Regions from separate parts of the Macaca mulatta genome. Here region 2 is linked to region 1. Evidence: chromatin contacts called from public Hi-C data. All regions are on one chromosome and are shown on one strand. The core of a region is the stretch at or near the end of the contact, and the rest is flanking DNA. Distances in the headings are between cores, read along the strand shown.

Evidence for each region. Hi-C and Micro-C count contacts between places; a contact is called where the count stands out from the background.
Region 2: a Hi-C map of fetal cortical plate shows a contact between it and region 1, with 2.1 times the contacts expected there. The contact joins the promoter of RNF7 here to the enhancer-like site in region 1. A contact is called at or near these places in 3 of 14 Hi-C or Micro-C datasets (fetal cortex germinal zone, fetal cortical plate and liver).

What each region holds. Positions count from the first base shown.
Region 1 is chr2:44,287,023-44,293,832 of T2T-MMU8v2.0, forward strand. No RefSeq gene overlaps it. Among named protein-coding and RNA genes, the nearest start is that of PXYLP1, 27 kb to the left of the region's middle. Within about 2 kb of position 3,874, at least 12 of the 40 cell types and tissues checked have an H3K27ac peak or open chromatin away from gene starts, as enhancers often do. A contact at or near this core is called in fetal cortex germinal zone and fetal cortical plate, where this site is marked.
Region 2 is chr2:44,727,268-44,734,960 of T2T-MMU8v2.0, forward strand. RNF7 (ring finger protein 7) reads left to right here and starts at 2,259. Exons shown (of 3, transcript NM_001266476.1): 1 at 2,259-2,566; 2 at 7,261-7,308. The coding sequence starts at 2,392.

The DNA.
Region 1 (6,810 bases), core at 2,624-5,123:
GGTGTTATACGTTGAGACGGTAGTGAGAAACTACTGTCATTCCCACTTTTACAGAAAAGGAAACCACAGGAGTAGTTCGTCTGAGGCTCCACATGGCTGCTGGTGTGCAGCAGAGCTGGGACTCCCGCTGTGCCCATTTCACACGCAGGACCATGCTCTTAAGCAGGGTATATGATAATGCCTCCTGAACCATTTAGGACTGCCTTTGGTTCCGTGCTACCGAAACCTGATGACAGTGGCCTAAGCAATAAAGCCTTTCACTCTCGCCCGTGGCACCACGATGTCATCAGGAACCCAGACTCCCGTTCGCCTCGCACTGGCTAGAGCGGGGCCCCTTGGCTTCCTCCGCTGTAAAGGAGTCTAGGAAAGTGAGGATCTTTATTGGGCACAATGCTGTCCCAAACAAGCTCAGCCTCCTTTTACTTGAGAAAAAAGGGGAAGTGGTATTGGGTAGAGAACTAGCAGTGACTACCACACTCTCCAAAGCCACCTTTATACCGAAGGTGTGGATGCTGCGCCACCCAGATCCCCCACTTCAGGACTTCTTCCCCCAGTTGCTGGTGGTGCTCGGCTGTCAGTGCTTTCAGGGCACTGCTCTGGAGCAGAGAGCCATCTGCTGAAGGACGTGCTGCTTCCCAGGGCAGCCACATCCAATGATTGGTCAGAATAGGGATTGGAAGGCCCAGGGACAACCTGAGGGGCCATCCCAGCTTCAGAGCTCCTTTGGGGTCAGCCAAGGCCTTGTGACTGCAACACAGCCCAACTTCTGCCTCATCCAGCATCCTTCACAGTGTTGAGAGCACTCCCCAGCAACCCCCTGCACCCACATCTGTCTCAGAATCTGCCTCCTGGGAACTGACCTCAATGGAAGGCAAGCAAATCCTAGAGGCTAAGGTCTCTGCTAGCATGGGCAGGAAAGCTGGACTTATTTCTAGAAAAGGGATAAGTGTCTATTGATGACCAATAGATCTTTTCTCACTGCCTTCGAGAGGCTTACCATTTTATTACAGAAGCTAAGTATGCACATATGAAGCAGTAGGAAAAATTTGATTTCAGACAATCCAAAGCTAATTACAGAGGGCTGTGACACCAAGACTTACCATTTGTTAAACATGTACCATGGGCTGGACACTAGGCTGAGCATTCAACTAACATAGTCTGTGCATCTCACAGTATGAGCGAGCACCTGAAGAAGGCATTTATTATCCCCATTTCACTAGTAAGGAAAGCTCTGAGCTCTGAGGCTCGGACGTAGTCATGTATGTAAGATCACACAGTCAATAGTAAGTGGCCAACTCAGGACTGGAATGTGGATTATCCTAGACTATAAAGCTCTTCCAGGTCCCTCTAGCTTGGTACCTCTCCCTGCACCCCCTATTCCATTACAACCACACAAGAGAATAAGTGAACTTGACACTTGGGCTACAGTCAAGAGTCTACTCTGCTCAAGAGGATGATCCCCTTCTCGCATCTCTATATGGATATTTATATTTCTAGCTCCTTTTGTTTCTTTTCCCATTTTTTCCTAATGTAGCTTTTCCAAGAAAATAGAATCTTCTTATAATAGATTGTCTAAGCCTGGGCTCCCTTGAAGCAGAGTGTGAGGGAAAAAAAAAAAAAAGCTTAAATGTAGGTAGTTTGTTAAGTTTGTAGGGGATGTGGTCCCAAAGAGGCAGGAGCGAAAGAGGGGACAGAAGGGGAAGGAGGGAAAGCCAATGTAAGGATGCATAAGGAGGTAACCGGGTCCTCTATCCCACAGGACCTCCTAAGAAGGCTTGGGAAAGACATCTCAGAAGTGTTCACTTGTGGGAAACATTTATCCATTGGCTCCCATCTACAGCTGCCTTCCCTGCTCTGCTGAGTTGCACGTGCACTACTGCCCAGCAGGAGGGTGCCCTGTACACCATGTACATGCCCTGTACACCATAGCATCAGAGAAACCCCAGGGCAGGAAGCAAGAGAATCTCTCTCTCTCTCTCTTCCTCCTTCCCTCCCTCCCTCCCCCCTCCCATGTGTGGACACAGTAAGAAGGTGGCTATCTGCAAGCCAGGAAGAGAGCCCTCACTAGCAATTGAAAGTGCTGTCTCCCTGACCATGGACTTCTCAGCCTCCAGACCTGTGAGAAATAAATGTCTGTTATTTAAGGCAAAAAAGAGAGAGAAATTAGTGACTGGAAAAAGACTAAGAGGGTTGGAAGTGGAGCACGAGACGCATTTTATGTGCAGGATGGGCCAGCACTTGCTGAGCATTTCAATGCCCAAAGACATGCGGTGTGCTTTTTATGTAGAGCTTTGTTTCATCTTACAGTAACCTGTGACTTAGAGAGTATTATCCTTTTTTTTTTTTTTTTTTTGAGACAAGGTCTCACCCTTGTCATCCAGGCAGGAGTACAGTGGCAGTAATAGCTCACTGCAGCCTCAAGCTCCTGGGCTCAAGCAATCCTCCCACCTTAGCCTCCCGAGTAGCTGGGATTGCAGGCACGAGCCACCACACTCAGCTAATTTTCATATATGTGTGTGTGTGTGTGTGTGTGTGTATGAGATGGGGTCTTGCTGTGTTGCTCAGGCTGGTCTCAAACTTCTGGGCTCAAGCAATCTGCCTGCCTCAGCCTCCCACAGTGCTGGTATTACAGGCATGAGCCACCCTGCCCAGCCTATCATCCCCATTTTTAAGACAGGGAAAGAAACTGAGAGTAGAGGTCACTTGCCAAGGCCTCTCAGCCAGGAAGTGGCAGAACTGGGAGGCAAACCAATGTGACTCAAGCCCTTACTTATAGTCATTATATCATTATATTAAACATTCCTCACAGGGGTCTACAGAAAGCATGTGTGATGGCTTACCAATACATACTAAATGTTTCGCTCTGGCATGTATAGATTGTACATTCATGACAGCATAAATCAAATTAAAAACCCTTCCTTGGCCCTCCACAGCCTTCTAGATAAAATCCAGGCTCCCTAAGGTAACCCATGAGGCCCTCCAGGGTCTGGTTCCCACCTACGTCTCCAGCTTTATTACTTGCAGTAAGTATAAGGATGAACGGTGTGTACATGGACTGCAGTTGTTGACGGATTTTCTGCATGTCTGGAAGACAGAAAAAGAGTCTTGGCATCATGGTAGGGGTGTGAGACTGACAGGATCTCTGAGAGGACAGTCGCTTCCAGAGCACTTCAGAAGCCAGTGATTTCTCAGTCCTCCGCTCTCCTCCCCTTCCGCATCTGTGGTCTCGAGTGTGATCACCTAGAAAAAGAGCTTTGGAACCATACAGACTGAGCTCAAATACAGTTCTCTACCACTTCGCAGGTGTGGAGCCTCAGGCAAGGTACCTAGGCTCCTACAATCCCTAAACCAGGGATGATGACTCCCGCAGAGTGTATGTGAAGCTCCAGACACATGGACCATCTCCACCTGGCACAAGTCATTATTTCTCACCAATGACTCTCTCCATTGCTCTGAGACACCAAAACCAGTTAGAACCAGAATGACAGCCCTGCCCACATTTTTTTAAAATGTGAAAGATGAAAGGCCCGCATTTCTTGTTCTGATAACTTCCTGCCATGTGAAGTCTCCTCAAGGACGGTCTTTCACTGCGTGCAGCTTCACAATCACCTCCTCAAGCAGAAGACTGAACCATGACTCCTTTTTAGAAGCTCTCCGGGTAGGGAGGACATATCCACATGCAGGACAGAACCTTGCTTCTCAAATTCAAGAAAAAACAGTAACTAATCTATCAATTCTTCCATGATTCAGCCTGCCAGGGAGTTCTGTAAAGAATCCTTTTCCATCCCTATCACACGTCTGCACGAAGGGGGAGGGAGAGGTGGCAGGGTGCCAGTACACCGGCAGGCACTTCCGGCAATGCCCGGGCTCCGCTCCCTTTCTGCTGGTAGTGGTAGGCGTCATTTCTGGCAGCTGCTGCAGCTTGATGCAGGGGAGGAAGGGGCCACCCACCAATCACCTCTTCCTGATGCTGTATTTTTGACGTTCATGGAAGAGGTCTGTCTCAGAGCTCCCTAAGCTGACAATCTTTGGGCAGCCATCTCTATCCTTCTCCTGGCTGGTGCACTCCTTACAATAATAGGCATCAGAGACTCCCACGGCCTCCACAGATCTCACAGTGCCCCTGGTAAGAGCCATTGTTACACTCATCACATAAGCACACCAGGGTGCAGGGACACACACAGCGGTCACAAATCACACGCTTGCTGTCACAGTTTTCACACAATCTTCCGATGGCAACACCAGCCTGCTTGCAGAAACAAATAAATCCAGATAACGTTCAGCTGTAGCTCCCATCCACAATGCCCTGTCCACGCTGCCCTGCCCACTTTTTAAAGCCAAGACGCCCGCCTGGAGGCATCAAATCATGCTTTATGCATAAGTTGGAGCTACAACGCCTTAGCCACACGCACCTCCCTTAGGGGAACTCAAATTTACTGAGTCCTGCCTTCGTGCCCAACACTGTATTTGGAACCTTATAAAACATCTCCACTATTCCCCCAAAAGGGCTCATCCTTTCCCCTTGTTTCTTCATTATCTATGTCTAATTTCCATCCTTCCTGCTTTAGTTGGACTTGCTGTTCATCTGAGAGGAAGCTGCTGACCACAGAGTTCAGCAAAAGAATGGGAGTCTGGAGGCTCAAAGTGTGGCCCCTGGAGAAGGTGAACGAGAAGTAGCCCTGGATATGGTGTAGACCCCCACAAACCAGAGATCCTGCCCTCAGTGCCTCAGCTTTAGGAAGCTGCTCCCCGCCTTGCTCCTGGGCAGGCAGGTACAGTGTTCATTTCCCCATACCCCAGCATCCCCACCCCAGTTTCTCTCTCCTCTCCCATTGCCCGGTGCTTTGGCTGGCATGCTCCTGACAACCAGGGAGGGCAAGTCCTTCTCCTGGTGGGTAGCTGGCTGGCTTCCTCCCAGCTCAGAGCCAAGCATGTCTCAGGTACTCCCTAGGAGGGGAAGTCCTTCCAGGGGCCTTTCCTCAAAAGCCGGCCAGAAACAGGCTCCTTCAAGCCTAAAGTTGAGTCCATGGAGTGTGCAGAGTGGGGTTGTGAAGGAATGCCACACCACCCTCTGGTGGCAACTCCGCCTGGCCCATGTTTTGTGGCTTTTCCTCTTTCCCTGTCAACCACACCAGGTGAGGCCTCTTTCCCAGCAAACTGAAGCTCCCTCCGGAGGCCCACGAGGAGTCAAATCTTCTCCCCACCTGTGTACATTATCTTCAAGCTGTAGCAAGTGGAGACACGCTCTGAGTCCAGATGGCCTCACCCCAGCTGCCCGTTTGTCCCACTGATGAGCCAGGTGTTTAGCATTTTAAACATCTAGCACCCTGATTGACGGACGGACCATTAAATTGACTTTCTGACTGATGGATCCTGATGGACCACTGTCTATCCTAAAAATTAATCCTGAGTAATTGACTGGCTGGTTGACTGATTAAACATCTAAACACACAAATCACTTGATTGACCTAATGGACTTCTTGTTTTTGTTGTTTTTGGTTTTGCTTGTTTTTTGAGATGGAGTCTCGCTCTGTCGCCTAGGCTGGAGTGCAGTGGCACGATCTCGACTCACTGCAAGCGCCGCCTCCCAGCTTCACACCATTCTTCTGCTTCAGCCTCCTGAGTAGCTGGGCCTACAGGAGCCTGCCACCACGCCTGGCTAATGTTTTGTATTTTTTAGTAGAGACGGAGTTTCACTTTGTTGGCCAGGCTGGTCTCGATCTCCTGACCTCGTGATCTGCCCGCCTCGGTCTCCAAAGTGCTGGCATTACAGGCATGAGCCACCGCACCTGGCCACCTACTGAATTTCTTACTGATGTACTAACCGTAGGTAACTGAACACCTGACAAGCTTAAACTGACTGTATGACTGACTCTTTAACCAGCTGAATGACTGACTGCCCAGCGGAGGACCTACAATACCTGATGTCTGGCTCCATAACTAAGGGTTACAGATGGATGGGAGAAGAGGCTGCCCTTTCCTCACGCTCCAATCCCCATGGGGACTGAGACCCTATTCTTCTCCCCTCTTGAGCCACTTGAAGACTGCAGAAAGGGTGTTATGGTCAGAATATTGGTGATCTCCCCAAATTCATATATTGGAACCCAAAACCCAATGTGATAGTATTAAGAGATGGGACCTTTGAGGAAGTGATTAATTCATGAAGGCTCTGCTCAGGAATGGGCTTAGTGGCCTTATAAAAGGAGTTGGAGTTGAAGGGAGCTAACTTGGCCCTTCCACCGTGTGAGGACACAGCTACAAGGCACCATCTTTGAAGCAGAGAGTAAGCCTTCACCAGTCCAGTCCTTGATCTTGGACTTCCTAGCCTCCAAAACTATAAACAATATATTTCTGTTACTTATACATTACCTAGTCTAAGATATTTTGTTATAGCAGCCTGAATGAGCTAAGACAGGGCAATCAGGAAACTGATGTTCTGATCTCCTTCCGGTGAGGTTCTTAACCAGGACCCCACAGATGGGTTTCAATTTTGCTTTCAAAACAGTGTGGATGTAAAGATGTGTGTTTATCCAGGAAGAGGGTTCACAACTTTCATTGGATTCTTAACAGAGTTTAGCACACCCAAAATATTAATATGTTCAGAGCTACTGCTCTGGGAATAAGATCCTCAGCAAACACATTTCAGATAAGCAAAGCCCTTGTCTGAATTCAAGCCCATTTTTATCTCCCTCCCATCAAGCCAGTGTGGCAGGAAGATGACTAGGAAGAGTTAGAGGGCCTTAGAGGAGGTGGATGTAGCCAAGAGAAAGGAAAAAGGCTGAGCTGTTTGAAGCTTCCAGAGAGGACTGA
Region 2 (7,693 bases), core at 1,009-3,508, 440 kb after region 1:
GGAGACTGTGCAGCTGAGGAAGCGGGGGCTGAAAAATAAGTGTGGGTTGTGTCCCCACACACCAAGGACTGGTGAGAGGAACAACGCACAGTGGTGGAGTGGGAACTGAGCAGGCCATGAGGAGGACAGATATTTGTTTTGCTGCATTCAAGGCCGCCTATAGTTCCTGCCCTTTGGGTGCTCATGATGGCAGACAAGCTCTCATGAAGGTGAACCAAAGGAGGGAAATCACAGGAGACCCATTGGCCCCGCCACGCCTGAACAGCTGCTGCAGCCTGAACTTTCCACCTCACTCCTGCTTTCCCTTCTCCCCATGCATGCTTGCTTGTTGCACTGAACTCCAGTGCATCACTCATTCCTGTTCTCTTTGTCAGGAGAAAAAGTTCTCCTGACATGCAGTGTGTCAAAACCATACTCATCTCCCCAATCCGCCTTCCACTTCCCGCCCCTATGCTCCCGCCTGGCTTCTATTCTCAAATTTCACCGCAGCCGACACCTCTCTCCAGATTTCATGGCTCAGCAAGGGCACATACCATTCCTCCAGCAAAGCCATCCTTCTCCCTTTTCACCATTTCATCCTTTTGTCTTTCAAACTTCTCACCAACTGGGTGCGTTTTATCCTTCTCTTTGTTAGATACCTAGCATTTACAGCCATCTCTAGGCAGATGTGTGGTCGTTCAGTAAGAAGGGAACACATGTTTTGTGTGCTCACTCCAATGGGTGTCTGGCTTATAAAGTTGGTGTGGTCCAATTCCTGTCTGCCACCACCATTGTGCTCTGCTCTGCCCAACAGCTCAGAGAGGTTTGCTCTCTCCACTGGCCCTGAAGGCCCTGAAGGCCTCCCATGTTCCCCCAGTTCAAACTTCACCTCTCCCATGAGGCTTTCCCTCACTGCATCCTGCACCCTCACAGCCCTTAACACACCACTCAACAAATACACATTTCCATCTAACCGAATGTGACCCTGCGTCCATATTTATGTTTCTATAGATTAATGCATTCTTGTTTCCCCTGCCAGGTTCCATTGGCCTGGTTACCTTTTGCCCAGGTATCAGGAGATGAGGGGATGGCGAGAGGCTCAGAATCCAAACTTGACAGAGTAGGTGTCCACCACTAGGTGACGGTGGGATCAGGCATCTCCTTAGGCTGTCTGTGCTTCTGCTTTCTTTTCAGTGGAGATGCCTGCTTTCTTGGAAACACATGTGATGGTGGGCTAGCAGTAGAAGCACTACTGTAATAACAATGTGATCTTTGTCATTTCACTTCTTCGGACCTCATTAGTCCTACATATAAAAAGAGGAAGTTAAACTAGCTCAAATGTACTGAGCAGAAGGAATGGAGACTCTGCAGATGAGGAAGCAGGGCCTGAAAAATACGTGTGGGTTGTGTCGCCACACACCGGGACTCCTGGGATCCTGACCTCTTTTAGGGGTCAAAAGAGGGCAAACTAGTTGCCTAACAATATTTAGAGCTATTTCTCTCTTTTCACTCTCATTCTACGAGTGTACACGGGAGTTTCTAGAAATTACATGGTATGTGAAGTTATCCCTCTAATGATAACCTCTAATGAGGTTATTACTGTGATTTTTAATGAATACATTTAAAAATATGTTTTAATTTCTTAAAAAGAAACATTAATCTCTATGTACGTGTGTATACATATACAGGAAATGTATGAATATTCATTATACATGAATGTACATATATTCATTGTATATATGTATATATATTCATACATATGTGTGTGTGTATATATATATTTATACATTTCCTACATAAATAAAAGCTCTTTAAGGGACTAATAATTTTTAAGTGAAAAGGAGTCCTGAGACCAAAAAGTCTGAGAATCACTGAGCCAGATTTCTAGATCTTTAAGATCATTAATTCACTCAAGAAATAATTGTGCCTCTTGTGGCCAGGCATTTTGTAGATACCGAGGACAATGTGGTGATAAGAACATATTCCCTGCTCTGATAGAGTTTTACACTTGGGAGGGAAAAGACAAACAAGTAAATTAACAAGATTATTTCTGAGAGCAGTAGTTTTAATGAAGCCATAAAGCAGGACACACATTCCAGCACAATCTGTGCGCCTGCTCAGACGTAACACCCCGCAGCGCGGCAGGCGGATTCGGCAGCGTAGCCCCGAGAAGCCCCAAGCCCGCTCGGTCGCCCCAGGAGGGCGGGGGCGGGGCCTGCCTGCCCCCCCGCCGCTGGCGTCCGGTGACGTCACTGGGCCGCGCCAGCCAATCGTGGGTGGCCGGGGTCTGGGCACCACGGTGGCCTGCGGCCTGCGGGCGGCGCTGTGGCCCGTCGGGCGGCCCGGCAGAGCCGCCCTAGCCTCCCGCCTACCCCAAGCCAACGTCTCCGCCGTCGGCTCCGCGGCGCCGCCATGGCCGACGTGGAAGACGGAGAGGAAACCTGCGCCCTGGCGTCTCACTCCGGGAGCTCAGGCTCCAAGTCGGGAGGCGACAAGATGTTCTCCCTCAAGAAGTGGAACGCGGTGGCCATGTGGAGCTGGGACGTTGAGTGCGATACGTGCGCCATCTGCAGGGTCCAGGTGATGGGTAAGCGCTGCACGCAAGGCCGGGGCCGCGCTGCGGCCTCCGGGAGCCGACTTCGGGATTGGGACTGGACGGGCGCCCGCCAGAAGCCTTGGAAAGTCCCCTGCCTTGGGGAGTGGGTGGAGGTCGCCCTGCCCGGGCGCCGGAGGAACGCGGAGCCACGATCCTGTTGCGGCTCCTGAGGGCTGAGGGGTTGTGCAACAGGCGCCCGGCGCCGGGTGGTTGGTGTTCTAGGGAGAGAAATGGGCAATAAACGGAGGTAAACAAGGTAATTTCAGGTAGTGATGGGTGTGACCAGGAAAATAAAACCGGGTGATTGTTGGGAACTAGCAGGAAACACTTCGGTTTGTGTGGCCAGCCCCTGTTCTAAAAGCTCATCGCAAGGTGGACAGAGTAAAGGCCGTGATTCAGCAGTGAACTTTAATAGTCTTGGTCACCATCAAAGTGATGCTCCGGAGTCATCTTCCACAAAACGACACCCTTAGTTCTCCTCGAGGTACACAGGAAAGTGTTCACAGCCATTGCATTTCCGGATTAGCTTACCGCCGCTCTTCGAATGGCTTTTAAATCTGGATTGATCTAAGACGGGTCAGATAGCACTAGCGTGGCTTGAAGGGGACAGTGTGATTCAAGAATATCTAAGTTTCATGGAAGCCGAAGAATTGTAAGCCCTTTTTTCAGAAATGTAGAACTTCACCTCCATTACACCCCCCTCTCCATATCGGATGTCATTTCCTGGAGAAGATACTGCCCTGCTCTGAGTCATGCCTTTGTGGAGAACCCTCTTACAAATATGTCCTCTTTCTGTGATATTTGGAGTTAAAATATTAGACCAAGCAAAATGTTTCAGAACAGCTTACTCTTGTTATATTTTATATGGTTCTAAGATCTCAGACCACTTTGAAAAGCAAGTGCTGTTTAAATGCAAGTTGTATTTTCAGATAGGGCATTTAAAATTACTGTGAGAGCATCTTCAGTGGAGTTCTTTATTGAGGGTAGTTAAAGAAAACAGACATTTCTGTAGTTTGAAAACTGACTTGTCTTGAAAAATGAGAGAATTGGAGAACATAAAGAGAATTGCTGTCCTTGAGGGGGGATGAGACTTTAAACCTACCAGAATCAAGAGATTTCTCAATTTATGCTCTTTTGTCTTTTATTCTAAGGGCTTGTTTCAAAGAGGATTTACAACAATTGGATTCAGATATTTTTACCTTTTACTTTTGAAAGACCTTGTTATTAGACATGACCCACTTATTTTATATGGATCACTTGAGCCCAAGAGTTTGAGACCTGCCTAGGCAACATCGCAAGACCCTATCTCTACAATTAAAAATTAAAATAAAGTGACCAGGCATGGTGGCCTCCAGCTACTCAGGAGGCTGAGGTGGGAGGATCCCTTGAGCCCAGGAGGTCGAGGCTACAGTGAGCCTTTTTCCTGCCACTGCCACGATACTCTAGCTTGGGTGACAGAATGAGACCCTGTCTCAAAAACAAACAAACAAAACATATTAGGCTTTAAAAGTATCTAGTTTATTTGCCAGCAGTACAGCTGCCCCTACCCTCACTTAGGAATCATAGTTTCCAGTTTGGGAAGCATTTTTTAACTGATCCAAGAGACTTTTTTTTTTTTTTTTTTTTTTTTTTTGCAATACAAGTTTTGCTAAACATTTTATCTCCTAAATAAATTCCTTTAGTTTAAAGGAAACTAAACTTTCACTTAGTTCCTTTTCAGTTTAAAAATAATGTTCCCAAAGGGTATTTTCAAAAGATTTCTCTCCCAAAAAGCTATTTCCTCCCCGAAGGAAAAACATTTAAGCAGTAAGTGGAAATGTATAACCTGAAATAATGATTGAAACTTTGCAACAAATAAACTTTACTGAGATATTTTAATGTAGGTCAAAGTATAGGCTATAAATGACACATTTCATCATAAACTTTCTAATTATAGCAAGTATTCTGCTACTACAGGATCAGTCTTGCATATTTGCAAACAGCTGTACTTTGGGTTCAGGAAAGTATTCTAGGCTAGACCTTTGTATTTTGTTTATGAGGTGTTAAAACCCACTTAGAGGTCAGGTGACAGCAGAAGGAAACTTTTTTTCCAGACTTCCTAGTCTTTACCCTAGCACCCTTCTAAAAGGTGTTATTGTACTCCTTAGAAATGTGCTGTTTTAGATTCTAGGAAGATCATTAAAGCAAATTTTTATCTTTTATCTGCAACTTTAGGAATTTGTGTAGATTTGGGTCAGTTTTGATAATCTACATTAGAGCTATAAGCGTAATTTAGAGATTCCTAGATTCAGCAACAAGAACCCACTTTGTTCCCTTTCCTTAGTATTTGGAATTTATCTCACACTTGTGATTTATTATACTTTCTGCTCCCAAGATTTGCCCGTCAGCCCATTCTGATATGGATAACACTCTCATCTTCGTTTCCACTATCCTCCCTTCATTCAGAAAAGAGTGATGATTGCATAGTGAGCAAAGTGCTGATGAAAAGCGTTGAATAGGTTTGCTAGTAGAGCCAGTTATAATAGCCAGGGTAACCCTTCATGACTGTATCACCTTAGATATTTCACGTAACTTTTGGGAGCCTTATTTTCCTAATTTGTAAAGAGGCAGTTGGGATCACCAACCTTAATGTTAAAATTCTGTGATTGCACAGAACTAGAGCCAGATACAGGTAGCACGTCTTCACTGTTGTATCACAACCCTCATGATATTTAGTTGTCTGTCTACGTCCCCATTTGCTGGTGAGCCCCTTGAGACCCAGCCTTGGTCATTTTGGTGTCTCCAGTGCATAACTCCTTGCACAGAGGAGTAATTGTGGGATTGAAGAAAACCTCAGGAGGCAGTGGTTGTTTTTAATCCACACTGAAGAGACTAGGGCGGTGGTGTGTTTTTAAGGGTAAGAGCATGTGGAGAGGAGCAAACAAATGCCTGAGCAAAACCCAGTATAAGAAGAGAAGCAGGCTTCAACTCCACCGTGTTTCTATTTTTACAGAATTATTTTTCTCCTATTTATGTTAAAAACTATTTTCTGTTGGTTTGAACTTCCTTTTACCCAACACTGACTCCTCTTCCAGCTAGTGAATGAGTCCATTTTTGGTCCCTAAAATATTCTATATTACTTTTTTCATTAAGCTGATAGTATTCCAGATTGAATTTTGAAAACTTCTAGTACAGCCTTTAGGATCTCATTTTTAGTGTTTACACCTACTCCACTATATTAGAAGTTACTGTAAGCTCACTGGGCATGCTCATGGACAGTTCATTTTCAAGACACCCTTTTAAATAGCCCATACATATAATGTTAGTATTTGTTTATATGTACATCAAGAAATTCTAGAAGGATACCCAAGAAACCACTAATAAAGTAATTTATTAAAGTACTTTACCATTGCTGGGTAAATGCTTTGGGCTCAGACTTACCTGTAAAGGAAGTATTTTTTTTTAAAACTTTTATTTTAGATTCAGGGGTATAAGTGTAGGTTTGTTACATAGGTAAACTTGTGTCACAGGGGTTTGTCGTACAGATTATTTCATCACCCAGGTATTAAGCCTAGTACCCATTAGTTATTTTTCCTGATCCTCTCCACCCTCCACCCTCCAAAAGGCCCCAGTGTGTGTTGTTCCCTGCTGTGTGTCCATGTGTTCTCATCATTTAGCTCCCAAGCATTTTCTTACAAAGAAAAAAACCTTAGTGCTTAGGGATATCTAGTATTTACTTATTTTATCTATAAAATTCTCACCAGTATATATCATTCCCACTTAATGTATAAATACCTCACGGTATTGTCCCTTTTTTACAGATGAGGGAATTGGAGTTCGTAATTGGTCCAAGGCCATGAACCTAATAAATGCCAGTGAAATGGGATTTGACTGTAGATCTGGCTCCGCAGCCCTTGCTTTCCCCTTTGTGTCTCACTGGCTTCTCACCAGCCTTGTCTGGATGACCATCAGTAGCAACCTATTAGAAGCATACAAAGCAGTTCATTTTAGAGGAAGTCTCAAGTGTCTTAGGGTAGAAAGTAAAAAGTTGCTTTTTATGAGTTGCTGAAGGAAAACTTATGTATCAGTAAGTATGGATGACTTTAAAAAACTTGTTTATAAAAGAATCAAATTTTTTCAATTTAGTTTTTATATAAGTTATATATTCACATAGTTCAGAAATTGAGGAAGGTATGTATATTACCTGGAAGAGGAGTGAAAACTCTCCTTCCCATTCCACACCCTCTCAGTAAACTTTATTATTGGTTCCTTGGGTATCCTAGTGTTTTTTGATGTATGTATAAACAAATGCTAACATATATATATGGTTTATTTAAAGGGTGTCTTGAAAATAAACTGCCCGTGAGCATGCCCAGTAAGCATATAGTAACTTCGAATATAGTGGAGTGTGGCATATTTTTCTCTAGTAATTTTCTCTATTGGCACTGTCAGGACATCTTTTCATCAGAGCTTATAAAAATAGAGGATTTGTTGTTAACTGTTGTGAAATTGCTCCTGGTTATAAGTAAATTAGTAGAATGCCTTGTACTTTATTCCTCTTTAAATAGTTATATTCAGATGAGAAATTAATAGTATGAGTCTTTACTGCCATCTCTAACCCTTAGAGCTTTTGACTTTGAAGTGTCTGGTTTTTAAAAATTACATTCTGAGCATCAGAATGAGAATTGCTGTTTGTTTACTTTTAGATGCCTGTCTTAGATGTCAAGCTGAAAACAAACAAGAGGACTGTGTTGGTATGTTGTAATTTCGCTCTCTTGCTTTTTCAACTGAAGGTTTTCTCTCAGTAGGGATGTTTGAATTTGAAATTAAGATTGACTTTATCAATACACAAAAATAAACTGTAAAGCAGTGATCCATTATTAATATAAAATATGTTGGTTCTCAGAAGAGTTTAATGGAGTGAACCTGCAAATCCTTTTATTGCCATAATTAAGAATTGGTTATATATTCCAGACATGGTCATAATAAACATTTTGGTAATCAAAAATTAAATATTTTCTATTTAGAAAATTAGAAAATCAGAATGTCAAAACATTATTTGAATTTTGGCTATGTTATGGGTCACTTTTGGTTCTAATAAGGCATTTCACTTTTCAATACTTTTATAATACAGTATTT